Regions from separate parts of the Sus scrofa genome. Here region 2 is linked to region 1. The links are chromatin contacts, called in public HiChIP or PLAC-seq maps. All regions are on one chromosome and are shown on one strand. Each heading gives the region's core, a stretch centred on a gene start, on an enhancer-like site or on the middle of the called end of the contact. The rest is flanking DNA. Distances are from core to core; before and after follow the strand shown.

Region 1 (3,636 bases), core at 209-2,708:
GATTTTCCGGGTTCCTACTGCGGTTGAAAACTGGTGCCCTAGGGCTCAGAACCCCCCCCCCCCGCACCAGAGGAAAGAGAAAGCAGAGCCCGCGAGCTGGCAGGCACTCTCCCGGCCACCCGCCCGGAGAGCGAGGACGAGCACACCAGAACACTGCTCGCTCACCCACCTGCTGCCCCGTGGCCTTCTCCATCCTGCTGTGCTGCTCCTCGCCGCTGGCCCCGTCCTCCTCCTCACTGCTGTCACTGCCAGAATCTTCCAGGCCTGAGAACACACTCTCCTCGCTGTCAGACAGGCTGGGAGCCGGGGCGCCGGGGAGAGAGGGCTGCAAGGAGCACACTGTCGGTGACCAGCTCTGTGTGGCGCAGGACCAGAGCTGCTTCTGAGCAGACTTCTGCCCACCAGACACCACCCCGGCCCTAACTCCACCAGACAGGGTGCACGGTGGAACAAGAACCTGCAGACTCTTAGCAAGCATTCATTGGAAGGCAAAATTCTAGATTTCATTGTTTTTCAATAGTTCCTGAGTCTCTCGCCAAACTGGACAGCCTGCACGGAGCAGCTACCAAACAGCACTCAGCACACACTCTATCGTGCCTAACTAGCTACACAATTACAACGGCAAGTAAAAATGGCACAAATGTTTTGGGCACAAACACAAACAGCCGCTGATGAATACAGAGGCAAAAGCACTACAAGTGGGTGAGCATGGTGCCCAGAGCTGCCTGCCGGCCAGGGAGCACCACGAGCACTTGTCACAAGTGAAGGGGCAGCCTGATAAACCAGCAACGTGGAGTCCCAGCTGCGAGGCTCGACTGCACAAGCCTGCTATGGCTTTCTACCACCGAGATTTGATGAGATTTGATGACACCCCCACAGCGCGGCTGGGGTTCCGCTGGACAGGAAGAGCATGAGTCCAGCTAAAACGGGCCGTCCAGTGCAGCAGGCGCTGCTTTCTCATCCTCGTTTCCTCTTCTACAACGTCTAACGTGTCAGGAACATTTGGCTATACAAGCAGCTACTGCAGGCTCAAATCTTCTGCGCCCAGATGACAATTCAAAGGCCCAGGAAGACCGCTGCGCAGGACGCCGGCTCTCCTTCCTTATTCTCTCCGGCCCAGACCTTCTTCCGACCCACACAACCGCCAGCCAGCTCCCTGCCCAGGACGCCCCCGCAAGGCCGCCGGGGCGGAGGACAGGAGACCCCTCCCTCCTCGCATTCCCAGGCCCGCCGGGCGCTGGGCGGGATCGCTCCCCGGCCGGTGCCGCGGCCCAGCCCCGCCGCCCCCCCCCGCTCCCGCTCCCGCTCCCGCGTCACCTCCTCCGGCTCCCGCCCCGGCTCCAGCATCCGCTTCCCGGGCCGCGTCCCGGCCACCGCCACGCGCCGCGCGCCCTGAGGTCCCGCCATGCCGCCCGCCGGTCTGCCCTGCGCCGCCACTTCCGGCAGCGACGCGACCGCGTGGGCCTGGGGGCGGGCCCGCGGGGTCAGAGGGCGCCGGGCGGGACGGGGGCCGGTGTGCGTGCGCGCGCCGTGGGACGCGGGCGGCGCCGGCGGGAGCGCGCCCGTCGCAAGATGGCGGCGGCCATGCCAGGCCCCGGGGCCGTGTGTGCGCAGCGGGCGGCGGCGCGCGGCCCGGGCGGCAGGCGCGGCAGCGGCGCTAGCCCGGCCCTCAGCCCCTCCTCGCGGTCCCGCCTCCGCCTCTCCCACCTTGCCCGGTATGGATCTGCCCGTGGGCCCGGGCGCGGCGGGGCCCAGCAACGTCCCGGCCTTCCTGACCAAGCTCTGGACTCTCGTGAGCGACCCGGACACGGACGCGCTTATCTGCTGGAGCCCGGTGAGGGGCCGAGGGCGCCGGCCCGGGGCGGGGAGGCCGCGGCGCGGGGGCCCAGGACGGGCAGGCCCGGACCCCGCCTCGCAGGCCCGGTGTGGGGGTGGGGAGCAGGGGGTAGTGCGGGGAGAAGCGTCGCAGGCCCGCTGGAGGTCGCTCCTGTCCACGCCGCTCTCCCGCGTTGGGTAGGAAGGGCTTCTGCCTCCGTGGGCTTGCGCTTGCTGCCTGTGGGACGACTGCGGGACGCGTCTGTGCTTAGAACAGCCCCCGGCTTCGCTAGTGGACGCTGGGCCCCGGTGGCCCCAGAGTTCCAGTGGTGTGGTGGGCAGTTATTCAGGGTAAATCAAGTCTCGGCCCTGGAACTGGAGGGCGTTTCTCTAGTTCGAAAGGAGAGGGAGCGAAAACAGAAAGCACAACGTCATAAAGTTCAGGCTGGTCTCGAGCCCGGGTCCAGATCCCAGAGCTGCTTTCCCAAGAGCGACTCGTGTTTCTTGCTCTGTGCGCGACTTTATTCACGCCCTGTCTCCCGTTGCCTGGCAGCGGGCAGGTGATTTACATGGTCTGACTCCGCAGGCTGGACAACTCCAGTTTGCGGAGGTTGGACTTGGAGATGGACGTCCTGGCTGTGACGTCGAGGTGGGGCAGGTCGGAGCCACGGCTCGCGGCTGGCAGGGGGGTGGCCTAGGCCACCGTAGTCGTAGGCAGGCTCCGGGCGCCTCCAAACGTGCTTACTCTCCTGAGCGCCCAAACGCTGGATTTCTTGGACCCCACTGAGTTGTTGCCTGTCATCCTGCTGAGCCCTTGGAAAGGAAGAGCAGTCTGGGCTGAAAGGAGCCCAGAGCTGGAGGCCACGTTCTCTCGTTCCACTTGTCCCTTTGAGGAGACCAGAAACCGTGCTGCATTCCCTTGGGGACACTGTGTGTTGTCCCAGCAAATATCCATGTGGCGTTCTCCATCCCAGGCCCTGTTTCTTTAACGGTGGGAACCACCCCTTGTTCCAGGCCTTGAACTTTGCCGGCCAAATGAAATGACCCCATTTTTCTGTCTTTTTCCCTTCTCCCTCTTCTTGTCCCTTCCCCGTAACTCCCGTTTGGGGGAGGGCACCAGAGGTCCTTTGGGATGAACCTACTGTGGGGACATCCCGCCTCTCAGTCTGCTCCAGGCCAGGCGAAGCACAGCCAGCGTCAGCTTGCTCCCCAGGCCTCACGGCCTGTATTCCAGGCAAAGCCTGGAGCAGGAAAGCGGACATGGTCCAGCCCGTGATGGTCTCTACTCAAGGTGGCTGCGCCCCCAGGCATGGTCTCCCTGGGGACAAGCGGCCATGGAGCAAGAGCTTTTGATCCTCCTTAGTCTGTACACAGAGCGAGTAGGGTGTGCTTGGTGCAGGACGCAGTGGGGCTGGCCCTGAGAAAGGAGACCAGCCCCTGCCTGGGGCCGGCAGGGTGCCCACAGGACCCCCGGGCCTCTGTCTCAAAGTCCGCTTGGAGCCCTTTGCCGACTCGCAGCCTGGAGTCCTGCTGTCGGAGGCCCCGGACAGGTCTGACGCCTGTGCCCTTGGCCCTTCCCCTTTGTGCTGGAACTTTGCTCATTGTTCCACCAGGAGAAAACCTCTGCCTGTGGCCCAGGGAATGAGGGGGAGGAGGAGGTGCAGTGGTCGACTCTGTGGTCTGCGTGATGCATGACCACGGGCGGGTGCCAGCCCTGGGAGCTGGGGCCGGCCAGCGGGTCGCTGCTCCAGAGGCACGTGTTGGTTTGCCCGCCCTTCCAAAGCCTTGTCCCGTCAGATGCGCCCCGTGCGGCGCCACGGC
Region 2 (4,117 bases), core at 1,034-3,533, 110 kb before region 1:
ACGACTGGAATCTAATATCCAGCACAAATGAACATCTCCTCAGAAAAGAAAATCATGCACTTGGAGAATAGACTTGTGGCTGCCCGACGGGAGGGGGAGGGAGTGGGAAGGATCGAGAGCTTCGGGTTATCAGACACAACTTAGAAAGATTTTCAAGGAGATCCTGCTGAGTAGCATTGAGAACTATGTCTAGATACTCATATTGCAACAGAACAAAGGGTGGGGAAAAAAAATGTATGCATGTAAGAGTAACTTGATCCCCATGCTATACAGTGGCGGAAAAAAGAAAACAAAAGAAAAAAGTTCGCTTCAAAAAAGAAAAAAATTTTTAAAAAGAAAAAAATTTAAAAAAGAAAGAAAAAATAAAGTTTGCTTCATACTTGATCTCTGAGGCCTTAAAAGAGTGCTTAGTGGTGCTGAATACACGCCTGGTGAGTGAACGAGTGAATGAATGAAAGAAAAAGGCCCTTCTCCCTCCGCGGATGATGTTGTCTCGACCTCACTTCCCCTCAACGTGTGCTCTTCTTCCCACCCCTCGCACAGCTCTTCTGATGCATCTGTGGACTCTCCCTGACGCACCGTGTGCCTGCCGGACCCGCTTCTTGTCACATTTTGCTCTCTCTTAGTGACCTTGGTTGACCTTTTCTACCCCTAGCCTCTACCTCTTCCAAGCCTGGGCTCCAGCCCAGATCCACCTCCCTCCCTTCCCTCCCATCTGTTCCAGAACTTGACACCTCCAGGCCCTCCAGACAGGCCCTCTGGCTACAAGCTCCAGTGTCTGGTCCTCGCAGCTTCCTGGCTCAACCACTAACTCTATCTTTTAAACCTCCATGAAACCCAGCCAGTCCGTTTCCTAAGCATCGCTGGAAACATCCTCCTTCTCTCCAGCCCTACCTGTTGGCACTCACATACATTCAGACCTCACCCAGTCTTAGGTAGCTTGAATCGCGGCTGTCACTCTACTGCTGAATAGCTTCCCATTGCTTCTGACAGTCTAGCTCCTCACCCAGGTCCCGAGGGCCCGCCTGCTCTGCCCTCTGCACTTGCCTGGGACCCCAAGCGCCAGCTCTTTACTTTCTCCCTCCTGGGTATCTCCCCAGAACCTCAGCAGTGGGTAAGGAGTGTCTAGCTTTCCCACTAATCACTAAGTCCCCTACCCAGGCCTGGGGGACTGGGCTACTGCGATTTTCTCCTAGCACTGACACAGTCTCTGGCCAATCAAATGAATCTTCGATCCAGGGCACTGACCATTCTGTCCTTCCATGGTGGCACTGCGGACCAGGGCTGCCCACCGCTGAGCTTCCTGCGGATCCGTGAAGTGCAGGCCGAGGGTCCCAGGCCCTCCTGGTGGAGGCTGCAGCTCATGCTGGCTGGGGCCTCGGACGTTGTAGTAAACTGACTCCAAGGGCCACTCCAAACCTACCTGAGGAGGGGGAGAGTCCGGGCTCAGTGCCTCGCCCCCAGCGCACACTGCAAGATGATCAAAAGAACACGAGGTAACGTGTGTAGACCACTGACACTGCCCTAAGCCCTTTACTCGTATTATCTTATGAAACCTCCTCAGTCGTCCTATGAAGGGAGGTACCAGCGTTACCTCCAGTCTACGGGCGAGTAAACAGAAGCAAGGAAAAAAACCGCTCCCGGGCGCTGCTGGCGAACGGAAGGACCTGGCCCCCGCGGCTCCGCGGCTGCTCCCACTCACCGCCCCGTGTCCCGCGCCCAGCAGCTCCAGCCGGAAGCGCCCCGGTCGCTCGGGGTCCGCGCTCAGCTGCAGCCTCCGCAGCTGCGCCTCGGCGTCCGGCCCCGCGCCCAGCGGCCTCACCGCGGCGTGCACGGCCAAGAGCACCGCCGGCGAGCCCGGGTCCGAGGAGGCGGCCGCGCCGCCCGCTGGAGGCGCCATCTCCGGTCCGACCTCGGCCCGGCCCCCTGAGCCCGCTTCCGTGGCCTCGGGGGGCCGAGCGCCTCCGCCGGCCGGAAACTGGAGCCGCGAGCCTGGGGTTCCGGGCGCCGCCAAAGCGTCGGAGCCCGACCCGCCCGCTTCGCCCAGGAAGGACACGGCCGAGGGTCTCCGGATTCGGGAGGGCGAGACTGGGCCTGGAGGCCCGTACCCGGGGCAAAGTGTCAAGGATGAAAACACTGGCCACGACTGGAAGGCCCCAAAGGGTCGGGCGGGGACTGCAGCACAGAGGTCCGCGTCTGGCTGAAGCCAGACACCGCTCCCAGGCCCCTTCTAGCCGACCTCCAGCCGCGGGCCCCGCCTCCCGGTCCTGCCCACACCTCACTAGTCCGCAAGCTCCTCCTGGGAACCCCGGCAGCCACCTGGGGCGGAGCCGGCGGGGGTCGTGGCCAATGAGCGCCAGCGGGGAAGGCGTGTTCGCACGGCGGAGAGGATGATGGACAGGCGCCACAGCCAGTAGGAGCATAAGACAGGACTGAGCGGCGGGTAAACCCCCGAATGGCTGTGCGAGCTCCCGATCCCGGCGGCTGGAGCGGGCCATTCAGACGCGTGGGGCCGGACCTGGCGGACGCTTGTTGTTGTCCGGCCCGGGGAGGCAGAGGTCGTTCGCTCGCCTGCTCAGGCCTTCTGTGGCGGTCGGCGGGCAGGTCGGTCGCGATAGTCGGGCGCCGTACAGGGGCGTGGCTATGTCGCGGTGGCAGCCCGGATGGGCCGGCAGGGCCGGGAGTAACGGGACGTCGCCGCGGAGCTTCTTCCCCCGGATACAGTGCGGCCCGAGAGGAGGCCGCGGCGCCGCCCTCCGGTCCTGAGGAGCTCGCGCTGTCCGGGGCCCGCACCGCCTTCTCACCCGCACCGACGCCTATCGACCTGCCCTGTCTGGCCCGGTCCGACCCGGCCCAACCGGATTGAGCGCAGCGCAAGCAGGTAGGCGAACGCCCCTGTGCCCGGCGCCGACTCGGCGGCTCCGGAACTACAGCCCCCAGCAGGCTTTGCGTTGGCGCGCGTGCGTGCGTCTCGAGGCGCACGGCTTCCTGGGATTTGTAGTTCGCGTGGCTAGACTGGGGTTCCCCTTAGACCCGGCCGACCCGGGAGCGCCCTAGCGGCCCCGCTGACAAGCCCTTGGGGGGTCGTGGGGCCTCCCTCTGCTCCCCGGCGTCCTTGGGGAGTGAAGCAGGAACTCATGGGTTTTTCTCTCCCCCTTTGCTAGAAGGCAGCCTGTAGAATAGGGAAGAGCGCCGCACCCAGGTGGCCCGCAGGGCCGAGCCCCTGGTCTCCTGGTTCCGAACCGGCTGCGGGTTCTTTACCTGGCTGAGGAGCTTGGCTGGAGGAGTCTCGTTCCTTCGCAGGCTCACAGTGCCCCCCTTGGTGGGCGGGGCTCTTCAGTTCGAACGGGGAGTCTTGGAGCAGACACTAAACCAGCATCCCCAGGGTGCACAGGATCCCCCATTGGTCCCCCAGCCTGGCCCAAGAACTCCTGTGAAGTGCAGGAGGTGTGGCTGCGGTGGGCCTGGACTTGCCAGTCTCAGTGAAAGGGCATCTGTTCCCTCCACCAGTGCTGAAGGCTTGGGAGCAGGCTGCAGGAGGAACCCAGCTTGTTTATGGTGGTGCCACTCAGTGGGAGGAGGGCCCGAAGGTGGAGCCTCAAGGGCCAGATACCCACAGACTGACCTTCCATCCCCAGGCAGCACGAGCCCCCCGAAGCACAGGACCCTCCGCCCCAAGGACATGAAGCTGTTGGAGAACTCCAGCTTCGAGGCCATCAACTCGCAGCTGACCGTGGAGACGGGAGATGCCCACATCATTGGCAGGTGAGGCCGGGGCCCGGGGCTGGCGTTGCAGAGCTCATGCCGCGCTGGCTCTGACCTGACCTGGGGGTGGCGTCCTCTATGGTCCCGCCTGCATCTCCAGGATCGAGAGCTACTCCTGTAAGATGGCGGGAGACGACAAGCACATGTTCAAGCAGTTCTGCCAGGAGGGCCAGCCGCACGTGCTGGAGGCCCTGTCCCCACCCCAGACCTCGGGCCTCAGCCCCAGCAGGTGAGAGGGGGCAGGGCCTGCCCACGGGGCACTGCGGCGTGCAGGACAGCGCCGGCTGACGCTTCTCTCCGTGCAGACTGAGCAAGAGCCAGGGTGGCGAGGATGAGAGCCCCCTCAGTGACA

The links. HiChIP or PLAC-seq counts read pairs in DNA pulled down with a chosen protein or histone mark.
Region 2: an H3K27ac HiChIP or PLAC-seq map of alveolar macrophages shows a contact between it and region 1. The contact joins the promoter of SHARPIN here to the promoter of BOP1 in region 1. A contact is called at or near these places in 1 of 5 promoter capture datasets (liver), 3 of 47 Hi-C or Micro-C datasets (heart right ventricle, liver and skeletal muscle) and 2 of 2 datasets of contacts at active chromatin or transcription factors (alveolar macrophages and skeletal muscle).

Annotation. Positions count from the first base shown.
Region 1 is chr4:484,384-488,019 of Sscrofa11.1, reverse strand. BOP1 (ribosome biogenesis protein BOP1) reads right to left here and starts at 1,458. Exons shown (of 16, transcript XM_013988007.2): 1 at 1,318-1,458; 2 at 170-325. The coding sequence starts at 1,407. It overlaps HSF1 (heat shock transcription factor 1), which reads left to right and starts at 1,555. Exons shown (of 13, transcript NM_001243819.1): 1 at 1,555-1,834. The coding sequence starts at 1,718.
Region 2 is chr4:598,864-602,980 of Sscrofa11.1, reverse strand. SHARPIN (sharpin) reads right to left here and starts at 2,283. Exons shown (of 9, transcript XM_003125446.6): 1 at 1,703-2,283; 2 at 1,249-1,423. The coding sequence starts at 1,900. MAF1 (repressor of RNA polymerase III transcription MAF1 homolog) reads left to right here and starts at 2,461. Exons shown (of 8, transcript XM_003125444.4): 1 at 2,461-2,881; 2 at 3,639-3,765; 3 at 3,866-3,994; 4 at 4,071-4,117. The coding sequence starts at 3,683.